Regions from separate parts of the Oryctolagus cuniculus genome. Here region 1 is linked to region 2. The links are chromatin contacts, called in public Hi-C maps. All regions are on one chromosome and are shown on one strand. Each heading gives the region's core, a stretch centred on a gene start, on an enhancer-like site or on the middle of the called end of the contact. The rest is flanking DNA. Distances are from core to core; before and after follow the strand shown. Region 1 overlaps TCF4 (transcription factor 4). Region 2 overlaps LOC103349348 (a long non-coding RNA gene).

Evidence for each region. Hi-C and Micro-C count contacts between places; a contact is called where the count stands out from the background.
Region 1: a contact with region 2 is called in a Hi-C map of psoas muscle, with 5 times the contacts expected there. The contact joins two enhancer-like sites. A contact is called at or near these places in 4 of 6 Hi-C or Micro-C datasets (ear pinna, psoas muscle, skin fibroblasts and 1 more).

The regions. Positions count from the first base shown.
Region 1 is chr10:22,893,263-22,899,582 of mOryCun1.1, forward strand. The region is part of intron 4 of TCF4 (transcription factor 4); the gene reads left to right. Among named protein-coding and RNA genes, the nearest start is that of TCF4, 190 kb to the left of the region's middle. Within about 2 kb of position 2,534, at least 4 of the 8 cell types and tissues checked have an H3K27ac peak or open chromatin away from gene starts, as enhancers often do.
Region 2 is chr10:22,511,698-22,517,420 of mOryCun1.1, forward strand. All of the region lies in intron 1 of LOC103349348 (a long non-coding RNA gene), which reads right to left. Among named protein-coding and RNA genes, the nearest start is that of TCF4, 190 kb to the right of the region's middle. Within about 2 kb of position 3,389, at least 3 of the 8 cell types and tissues checked have an H3K27ac peak or open chromatin away from gene starts, as enhancers often do.

The DNA of each region.
Region 1 (6,320 bases), core at 1,284-3,783, 380 kb after region 2:
CGATGTTGGTTTTGTTCTGGTGATTTTATGGACTATTTTTTTTCCCTTTTGAATTTGTGCTATTGTTTCTGAAATCATAAGCTTGGAAAGCACTAAGAAAAATGTATGATTTTTACATTTATTGGCAAACTTCCTTCAACAAATAAACAGTGCCCTATCTATGAGTATGCATATAGGAGGTATTTTTCTGGTGTAACCTACTGACACCCCAAAGCAATTATTTCAATTATAGAGGGACCCAGAATAGACCATGAACAAGTGGAGACGATGTTCAAGTAACCAATCAGGCACCAACCTGGAGAAAAATAGGTAACCATGTATCTCAGTTCAACCATAAAGTGGCACATGATTTGATTGCAAATATTAATTAATAGATTTTTATATGGCACATAAAAATATATACACAGTAAGAGACCAGGTCCAAGGGTAATTTATTATAAGCACCAAAGATGTGTTGTGTTAGAAATTTAACATTTAATTTGCTTCTACAAATTCATGTAATATATAGACTTCCTAGTATGGGTCCTATAGCTCTGTGAAAACTACAGTGGCCTTGAAAACTAGTTTGGTCAAACTATCCTTGCTAGCCTCAGTTTACACCCATAAAAAAATTTTTTTTTAAGCAGGGAATTCTATGACTCAGCCAAGAGTCCTGATAAAGTCATTATTTAATAATAAGGTGTACTTGTATGTATTTCTTACTAATCCTAAACTGAGCATATTAGTTTTGTTAGTGCCACTGATAGTGTGCCCTTCCACTGGGCCATTCGAATGTGCTCAGACTTAGCACTTCCCAGTTTGGGGAGTGCCTAGCCGTAGCCAGCTCTTGTTGGGGCATGTGCGCCCTCTACTGGCTGCTCACATTGGAACGGACTGATGTGTAGGGTTCTTAATTGTTTTATTTTTCAAGGTTGCGGTGGTTTTGATTGTTTGTCTTTTTGGTGTGGTTTGGTTTTCAGTTTTACATTGTGGATCAGATGTCTGAGGGATTACAAAGTTGTATCTTAGTACTGAGTATGGCTATTAATTTCTGGTTATTTGGAAATAAAGGTGGCATTCTGTTTTTGGTGTATTATTGCTAAATAGGTAGTCTTTATCAAATAACATACAGTATGAATAGATACCCCCCTTGAGTTTTTAAGTGACTGATTTCATATTACCCTAATCTAATTTTTGCTGTTTTCATAGTTCCTCTTGGCCTTATGTATATATATATATATTTTTAGAAATTTATTTATTTATTTTTATTTGACAAGCAGAGTTAGACAGTGAGAGAAAGAGAGAGACAGAGAGAAAGGTCTTCCTTCTGTTGGCTCATCCCCCCAAATGGCCACTAAGGCCGGTGCACTTTGCTGATCCAAAGCCAGGAGCCAGGTGCTTCCTCCTGGTCTCCCATGCGGGTTCAGGGGCCCACGCACTTGGGCCATCCTCCACTGTACTCCCAGGCCACAGCAGAGAGCTGTACTGAAAGAGGAGCAACCGGGACTAGAACCCGGCGCCCATATGGGATGCTGGCGCCGCAGGCGGAGGAGTAACCAAATGAGCCACGGAGCTGGCCCTCTTGGTCTTTTATAGTTACTGAGGATTTTTGTTTGGGCTGTGAATGGGACATAAAGGAGGATCAATGATTGAGATTTTGAAACGTGACTATTTGTCTGTAATGGCTGTGGCAAGTAATCCCTGATAGAGAACTTCCTGTTAGAGTTTATAGTTTCCATTTGTTCTGCCATGGAAAATGAGTGTACATTTATACCCAAATGCTTTATAAAGACATTTTTAAGCTATGCTCACCACCAGACACTGGGAAAGGTAATTTGAGTGGAATTTTTTTTGGTTTTGTTTTGCTTTTTGTTAATATAGAGCATGAGATGTCAAAGGAACCAGTTGCTAATGGTCTGTTTACTCCCAGATTGTTGGATCGAACTCTTCAGGGCAGTTTCAGAAGGCGAGTTTGGCCTCTCTGCCATTGCTTGAGTGAAGAGTGTCCTGGGGCCCTGCTGGGGAAGACCAGAACTCTATAGAATGAATGTGTACTTAACTAGACAAGTGTCAGTTTTATTCATTGTGATTTATTTTACATGAGTTGTATCCTAACAAATAGTAAGACCCCATTGTGAGCTGTTACCATGTCATCCTGCTTAGAATCTCAGATACACATCTTTGCTCACTACCACCTTGTCTTCATGGAGGTGGTGCTGCGTGTTCTTTCTCTGCTTCTCCTTCACCCCACGGCACCTGTGACCAGTGTGTAGTGTTTACTCCTTAGCGTTTCTCCCATCTGATGTCTGAACTCTTGGAGAAGACCGTCCACTGCTGACTCTCCAGCAGGCAGCTCCTGCCAGCCAGACGACACCCACCCATTTGCGTCCCAATGTCATGGTTTTTAGACTTCTTTCACAGCTATGCAGAGGATTTTCACATGTTTCAGAATTGGAGGTTGCTATCTGTGAACTTATATTCCATGAAACACATTTTATTGTGTACTATTGAAAGGATGAGGTCATTCCTTTGGCTACTGCCTGTCTTGCTTTTGCCTGAGCACCCCGCGCTCCCCCCACCCCTCTTCCTGTGCTTCCTGCCTTCCTGTCCTGATTGAGTCATGCTCATAGATTCAGTAAATGGGAGGCTTCTCTTAAACATCACAGCGTCGGACTCAGTGGCTTGCATGATTTTTATCTGTGAACCTTACCTTCCTAACAATAAGTCAGGCCACAGGACAGTTGGACTCTGAGGAGTTCGGCCCTGTTAACCTGATAGTTTCCCTGCTATGAGCCTGTTCTCTTGAAGTTGATCTTGAAGACCAGGTGTGGCTCAAACTATATTATTTTTCTGTAAATCTCATGGTTAGCTCTCTTACTACCCTTTGTCTGCTCTAAAGGTGCCCTGGAATATGTTTCGGATTCTGGGCTAATTTAACTCAGCTTCTCAGCTCTGTATGTTTGGGGACAATAGCCCAATGGTAATTCGATGTTAAGGCTAGAGAACTTATTATTCAATGTTACAAATACACGTATAAATGACACTTGGTTATCTTCTCCTAGGATTAAAAACATGACATATCCGTGTGTGTATATATATGTATGTATAATATTAGTATACATACATATGTACACATACCATATCTAAAAGTCTCATGGCCTTCCATGTCCTTTATTGTTGTGTCATCTTGAGTGTCATATTGGTAATTGTTATGTTCTTCCTAGTTGTAAACTAAGCCTAAAAACCAAGGCTTTCGTGTGAAATTCACAGATCTCCAATATATAAATTAAGTGCATATAAAGGCACTCTAAAACACAGTACTAAGCCTTCGCTTCTGTTTCTGTTCTACTCTGCTTATTCAAAGTTGATCTTTTTTTCTTATCATTTACTAAGACTGTGTTAGGACACAATTTAATGAGCAGCAAATAACTAAGGATTACAAGTGATTTGTGTGGTATAGTAAGACTACTCATTTTCTTCAAATTCACTAGTAAATTCCAAAATATTTAGCGAGACAGCAGTCTTACTCATATAATGTTGTCTCTATTATATCTGGCCAGGTGTCCTGCAATGGAAGCAAAACAACCAAAATTTCACCCTTTGTAGGGCCTTTCCCACCCATGACAGAGCATGGACAGAGAGTACAGGGTGGAAAGGCCCTTTTAAGTTGCAGTCCCACTTAAGTTTGATTCTGGATTCTGAAGGCAACTTCACTTTTGGACTAGGATGGAGAGGAGACACTATGAAGCCAGTGGGCCAGTGAGTGGGATTGAAGATGAGCTCCTCACAAAACTCCAGGGCTCTCAGGTTTATGGATATGTCATTTGTTAATCCCAGGGGAAGATAACCAAGTGTCATTTATACGTGTATTTGTAACACTGAATAATAAGTTCTCTAGCCTTAACATCGAATTAGAATAGAACCCCCAACTACAATAAAAATGTAAAAGTGGGTAGGCAGCACTATTGAGATATTATTCACACTAAGCCAGTGGTAAGTCACTCAGTAGAAGTAAGTTGAGTGATTCTGGGGTTGCCCTGAGGCCTGCCTGTCTCTAGGGGACCCTTGTACAAATTGCTGATTCAGAAAATCATTACTTTGGTGGTTCAAGTGGTGCTTTAGTGGCCTTAAAGAGTTATTTGACACACCTCCCCAAACAGCTAAGTTATCCCCATGATTATACTGATTAATTGCACACTCTGTGGAATTAGTGTTTTTTCAATGAAAGATTTTCCTGCATTTGGAAAATAAAGCATAAAACTCCTGTGCTTTAATTTGATAATACATGTACTTCTCCTAAGCATGACTCTGAGTGAGGGTTTGGTGGTTTTGTTTGTTTGTTTGTTTGGCCATTGTTGTCTGGGGTACATGCACGTATCTAAGGCTGTGTTTTTATTCTGCATGGAGAACGTCATTTTTGACATACCAGAGGATGTTCACTGCAAATTGGTTCAGACATTTTCTTCCATCTTTGACATTATGAATTGAGTTAAAATTGTTCAAGGAGAGAGTTGTGGTAGTAAGAAGATGAGTGGAATAATGTTTGTTATTACAGTACAAAGTAAAAATATAACTGGAATACTCCAAAAAGAAGCAACATATTGTAGAAAAAGGCTTTGATACTGGAATTGGGAGTTTATGTTCTAGTTTTATCTCAGTATCTGTATGACTTCTTCAACTGAATAAGCTGGTTACCCCTTCTTAATTTTACTGACTTGGTTATCACAAGGACTAAAGTGCCCACTTAATGAGTTCCTGGGGTGTGTTCTTACATAAATTAAATTACTTTTCATGCTATATAATGCTTTAGTGAATGTAGATTCTGATCCATGGGCAGTGCCCTCAAGTGAAGAGTTCTGGTGGTGACTCAAGCCGCTCAACACATGTGGGACTGCAGTGCGCACGCTCTCTTGAAGGCAGGGCAGCGCCTAGACAAGCTGCTGTGACTCAGTGAGGAAGTGCAGCCGAAACTCATGGTTTCCAGCAGAATCAGAGCTAGACCATGACTGACTGTCCTGTTTTGATGACTAAAAGGACACCAGTGATAGGGTTAATGCCAGTCTTTACCAGAAAAAATGGCCGACTTCCCATTTCCCATTATTCCTTGTTACATACACGCTAAGTGTAGTCACCCTTCCCTCACCTGGCCTTCTATTCTGATTTTAGAAAGAAGAGGAAGACAAGGATTTCCTGGGCTGTGGGGTAGCTAGCATGTTTGTTGGGATTGAGGCATAGTTCTTGTAGTGTGAAATTTATTTTAAATTTTTATTTTTAAATGACTAGTAACAGACAGAATTGTCCTGCTATAGTAATACTGTAGGAGAGATCCAGCACTCTTCTGAAATTCTAGGAACTGGGAGCATAATGTCAACTTCTAATTTGTTGCAAACTCACACTCTTATCTCCAGGATGGGAGCAAGGTAATTACAGTCGACAGCTAGTCAGAAGTGTAAGGGTATTCCTGCATGTCCACAGATCCCAATGAGAAATTTAAGCCAGTGGGAACGTTGCCAAATAAATAGTCAAAAATGATTTTCTATCAGTTTAAATAAAATTCAAAATTTGAGCTTATGTTAGAAAATCACAAACATAGATCAGCACAGTGAATTCTTCCTGTGAAGGTTTTTTGTTTGTTTGTTTGTTTGTTTAAATAACAGTAGTTCCTAAAGTTCATCAGGATTTGCATTACTTGATTTAAAAAGGATGTGGGCCAGGATTTGCATTCAAATACGTTTGGGAAACATTGTTTTAACTAAATCAAGTGTCTTCACTGCAGGACTTCTCAGAGCCTTCAGCGCACTAAGATATGATGTAAATTTCTAAGGGAAGGTTTTGGATAGCTTTTAACATTTCCCAGATCCCTTTAATTAGTCTCCTTTTTGGTTTTTTGGAGCTGGTTATGGGATTGCTATTCCATAGAAGACACTTATTTGTGATGCAGGATTGCCCTTTATTAGAATTATATTCTTACTTTTGCTTTTCTCCATATATTTTACTAGGAAGTCAGAGTCCTCACATAGGGAATGTGTAGAAACTCAGTTTTCTGCCATGTTTTTGTTAATTAGTTGCTTCGAGTTAACGTGGAGATGGTAGCAGTTAATTGTGAGACGTCACAGATTCTGTGTATATCATTTGTACAGCCATAAAGTACCCAGAGACCTTTTAAGAATAAAACACCATGTAAATGTAAATTATCACCGCCTATAAGACACTTTCATTAATTTCATATCAAATTCATGAGTGTTTTGAGCTCTGGGATTTGAGAGACTTTGGTATTGGGCCTCTTCATTTATTTATACATTCTTTTCAGAGTTTATACACGAGCAACATAGCATAGTGCT
Region 2 (5,723 bases), core at 2,139-4,638:
AAGGATGCAGGCAGAATAGCATAATGCAAAGTTCAGCAAACTGGCCCACAGTGCAAATCTGACCCATCAAGTGTTTAATTTTGTTTTTAATAAAATGTTATTAAAGCAAAGCAAGCAATTATTTACATATAATCTGGACCTGCTTTTGTAGTACAGAGTTGGATAGTTGTGACTGTGTGGCCTGCAAAGCCTAAAATATTTACCATTTGGTCCTTGTTGAAAAAGGTGGTCAGTTCCTGGGACATGGATTGTAGAGTATGATTGCTGTAGTTCGTCCCTACCCTTACTATTTACTAAGAAAATAATTTTGGGCAAATCATTATAACTCTTTATCCCTCCAATTCTTCATCTTTAAATGGTGATAATAAAGTAATCACCTCCATGGAATAGGTATAAAGACCCAATGCAATATACTTCCCTAGACTGTGCCTAGCACAGTGCCTGGCATGTAATAAGCATCATATTACAATTTAGAACTATAGCTATCCATCAACTAATGGCAATTTCAGGATTGCATTTAAGTGGAATTTGTTTTTAATAGGAAACCTATAAAGTAAATGTGTACTCTTGATAAATGTACCAATATAGGCATTGGCCAAAACCAGTTGAATCCGGATAAGGTACTTGGTTTTAATATTGTCAATATAAAAATTTTTAAGATCACTTATCATTCTTTATTGCTGGGAATCTCTACAATATCTTGTAAATTGCTTTAAATGGGTACTTAAAGTTTTCTGTAGGACTCTGTCAAATGCAGATAAGGGTTGTGAAGGAAAAATTTACATTTCATCAGTATTAAAAATTTATTAAAACTCATGAAAATGTACTTCATTGAGTTTTTTTTATTCTTGGCTGTTTTATATTACAATCCCTGGAACATATTTTGAAAAAAAATCATTGCACTGCTGCAGCTTAAATCTTAAAACATCTCAAATTCTCTCTTCAACTCAGAATGCCATTCATTAAATTCTTTCTTCTAAGGAACCATAAATGCAGTAATCTAGACCCTGATAAAGGCTTTAAAGTTGTCCCATAGGATACTTGGGGTGGAGAAAGATGGAACATTAGTGTCAAAGAAGCATATTATTTGATTCTCAATATAATTAATAAACTCTTTCTCTCTCCCACAGGAATCTGCTAAATCTCCAATTCTTATTTGTGTTGAAGCAAAAGATTTAGTTACCTACCTAACAAAAAGGAAAAAAAGATCTGAAGAAGGCTTTAAGTATTTAGTAGTTTAAACCCTGCATAAATTGGAGATTTGAATAAAAAATCAGCCCTAGTATTTTTCTATGAAAATGGTGAACAGAAGGAATATATGTGCTCAGTGGAATAGCGTTTTATGCCAAACATCAATCAACCCGGCTTTAGAAGCCTATTTATAATACTGCGGGGGTCCTGGACAGTTGCACTTCACACTGTGAGGACCAATCCATGACATTAGATAGCGAACAATTGAAGTCTTTACAAATAATTAAAACCTTGTTTGAAAATGGAGATGTTTTCCACAGCTTTCCTGTGTATGCACGATGTCATCGATATTCAAGAGTGTAAATATTGACTAGTTATTGCTGGTAGCCAGAAGGAGCAAAATCTCCTTTGAAATAATAATGTGGAGTGTGTGTATATAACATATACATATGTATGCACACACATATGCATGGAGATGTTAAATATATAGTCATATAGAGAGGGAAAATATAGATTTCACTTTATATGACAGTTGAATAGCTATACTTTAAACAACCTATGTTCACTGCCAGTGCCATTCTAGTGTGAGTGTGTATGCATGTATGTATGTGTGTGTGTGTGTACGATATGCAGAGAAGATGCAAAAATATTTCTGAAAATTTTATCTGTAATTTTGGTTTCTTTCTTAGCATAAATATGAGAGCTATTATAAAGAAGATTTTTTTTATCTTAACAGAAGACCTTCCATTGTTTGCGCTGGGATCTAGAACTATGATTTTTAGAGCTGGCAGGAACAGAATTAATGATCTTGTCTAGTTTTCATAATATTTTAAGCCCACCTTAAATCCTTTTGGGGTGGAGGCAAAGCACAAGTAATACATAAATTAAACTCCTGGAAATGACTCCTTAACTTAACAATTTTTCATTTAAGGGACATGGGACTTAGAAAATTTTTGAGATTAAAAAAAGATCCCTCAGGATTATTCTTTCAATTTATGCATTTAGCAGAAAACTATTGAAGATATCAGCATGCTCCGGCAATGAAGATGCAGAAAAAAACAAAAGCTGTGACTTTCCCCCTGCGAAGCTCCCAGTTCAGAGCCACAGAGAACACACCTGCCTGTACAGGTTGCAGAAATGTCAGTGTGGGGCTCTCTGGAAGGAGAGTTCATTGGGAGGCGCAGACAATAAATGGGAAGAGAGTTAGGAAAGGGAGCAACGTGCACACGGGAGCATTGTCAGGAAAGAGGTGAGCCTTGAACTAGAGAAAAGTAAGTCACAAACGCTGGAGGCAGGGTGGGATAGAGGACCACGCTGCTGAGGGCATTAGCAGAGGTGAGCATAGCGTGTAGACAGGATGTGCAATTCTGAGCCAGATGAACTAAAATTGGTGGTCTTTTGAGTGGGCTTCAGTTTCGCTTTTGGCTTCTAAGCATTCCCACTCAAGCAACGTTAGACACACAAAATGAAAGGAAACGAAAAATTCTGCGTTTACTTAGAAGGTGAAAGGCTGATGATAAAGTAGATTCATCCCTTTCAACTATGTTAACAAACACTGAAGTTTGTCCCGGAACCGATTTGCCCAGGTGTTGGCAGGGATTATATTTCTACGTTTTTTATTCTCTCCACAGTATGAACCAGGAGCAGCCCTAACCACACACATGAAGATAAATCGTATGTATCCAGTAGACTGAGTGGAATTCTCCTCATCACCTTTACCTTCACAGGTGACCAGAGTCCACAGGAGTTCCCGTCCCCTAGTGTTAAAAAGGTCACTGTGACATTACTGGGGTCCCAGGTGGGCCAGGTACTAGGCATCTGTGATGGCTTTATGGCATCCGCGTGGACTAAGGAAGTGTGTGAAAACGACCGAGTCAAATGATAACTGTAGACTAACAAAGAGAACAATTTTAGGCACCAAGTGATGCAGTCGGATTCCAAGAGTAATCCGATCCAGAGTACAGCTGCCAAATCCCCCACTTCAAATGTGGTTTTGTAAACATGCTCTCTGACAAAACAAGACGTCCACCTAAGGTGACAGCTTAGAAATGGGCCTTTTAAGACAATTCCGTTTTGCTTTTACGCTGTGTAGACGCATTGGCTTGCGGTGCCTTCAGTCAGCCTGAACACAGCAAGGCACCAGGGGGAGCTCCCACATCTTGCTTCTTCTCTTCCCCCTCTTAGAGAGAGAGGGTTGGCTCTTGTAGCCCAGCAAAAGGGTGGGTCAAAAGCAACAACACACAAAATGATTCACTAAAGCTAAACAAGGGTGACTCATCCTGCAAAAATGCACTAGATGCTTTTTGAAGACTGCACTACATCCCGCATTTTGGGCACACCTAACGTCAGCCTTCAGCCAACTCAGCTGGCTTTAACACTGCCCCTGAGATGCCCCCTGGGTGTCTCAGAGACCAAGTTCCTGCCTCCTTGCACGGGGGGGGGAAGGGTGGGTCTTTGGGTTTCCATATTGATCAATGGGATTGATTTTTCTGAGTTTTAAAAAAGAGAACTAGTTGCTTTCTCTCTCTCTCTCTCTCTCTCTCTCTCTCGGATTGAAAACATGAAGCTAGAAAGAGAAACTCAAAATATCTAATTCATTTTGTATTTTCAATATTTATGGAGAGAACTGTGGCACTAGAATCTTAAATGGCAAGACAATTCACGTGTTTGGCTTCCTGGTGTTGTACTACTGACCCCCGGATCAGAATGGCAGCCCGCAGGATGGTGGGAGGGACAGAAGACCACCTACTACTGGTATTTGGTTCACATCATGCCTTCTTCTCTCCACTTCCGGCCTAAAGAAAAGATAGATTTCTAATTCTAGATTTCAATCTACTGATCACAAAACCAGAGACCCTAGCCCTTGGGGATACTTCCTGGGGCCATCTGATCAAGTCTCTATGCTGAGAGATACTTGCTTTAAATTTTCTGGCATAGTTAAAGTCCTTAAGATCAAAGAGAAAAATGAAGAACCTCGCTTACACTGGTCAATAATTCTTTTCCCATATGGCAACCAGTTCTCCATCCCCACCCACCCTCCCTAAGACTGTGAATACAGTGGGTTTTTTTTTTAATAGCCTGAGTCTAAACTTTTCCCACAAAAAGGGAAAGACAAGAATTCTACGGTCGCGTGGAATTGAAAATTGAGGTAGCTGCGAAAACGCTGGGACTGACGCAAATCTCTCATCAAACGTGGCTTTCTCCTGGGTGGGAGGCGGCTGAGCGGTGGCCTCCCAGGTCCCCCGTGTAGCGCTGCAGTTCGTTGCGCGGAGAGGCAGCTGCTGCCCGGTGCCCGGAGCCGCCAAGTCCCGAGGCGGGGCTGGAGGGGGGTCCGGGCAGCACCGGGCGGCGGGGAGTGCGCCTTGAACCCGGTTTGCAGGAGGGCAGCGGTGCGCTCGGCAGGGTACCCAGGCAGGAGCGCTCTCGGAGTGCCAGGAGCGCACCCACAGCGGGCGAGGGCCGCGGCCACCCGCGTCCAGCTGGGCAGGCTGAGACCGCGCCGCCGCCGCCGCCGCCGCACCTGCCACGACTGCGCGAGATGTAACTGAAGATGTAGCCAGGGAGGTGCCTGCAGCGGGGCAGATCCAAGCCACCTCCTTGTCGTGGCCGGAGGACCGGCTGCAGAGGGCCGGGGGGGCTGAATGGTGACACTACACCCTGTGCGTAGCCCAGGACTCTGAGATTAAACATCTGAGATTAAAATGCTTGGGACTCACACTTCAGTGCCGCAGAATTCCAGGCGGCTCCGGCGGGAGCCACCTCTTAAGAACAGCTGTCCCTATCACTCTGGCCGCCCACGGACCGCACCATCTGACCTGCAGGAAACGAAATCTGAGCTCGGGAAGGCTTGCACATTCACTCCGGGAAGATCCCCTAGGAGAGGATCCTCATTCTCCACTCTTTTTAGGGAGATGATGTCCTGAGTGGGATACGTAGGCAGACGACAGCATAAGGAAGACACAGAAAACTCTAAATTGTAGACACGTAAGCACCAACTGTCTCGGGCCCTGAGGGTTTGGGGGAGATGATCCATCACAAACTTCACACACTGCCGGCCCTTGGCCTTCGCTAAATCAGCCGAGGGTGTGGAAATTGTCAGAGAACACAACTCATATCCCCGGAAACTTCCTAAGTCCAGAAGCTAAAGGCTTTTTTTTAGCCCCGTCATTCTTTTGGGTTTAACCACCAAAGAATAATTCCTTATCAGCAAATCAGCAACAACAACAACAACAAAACTGTTTCCACTCAGTATCCCTGCGTGGGGAATATCTGCGCCTGCGGTTTGCTGTGTCACTTTCACCATAAGCAAGTGTGCCATCCACGAGACCTAGCACTGGCCAGGCACTCTCACCTGAGTCCCAGGCGCTGGGCTCTTTTTCTGTTTGGTTTTCTGTTTGCTAGGGTTTCAGTGGAAAGGGAAATGGAAGCGACGGGTTACTGGCTATATCCTAACCCTGTTGGAGTTTGCTCCTTCCTGTGAGGTGGAATGCAGAATTGACAAGTATGAGATCGAAAAAGAAGTTCTCCTAGAA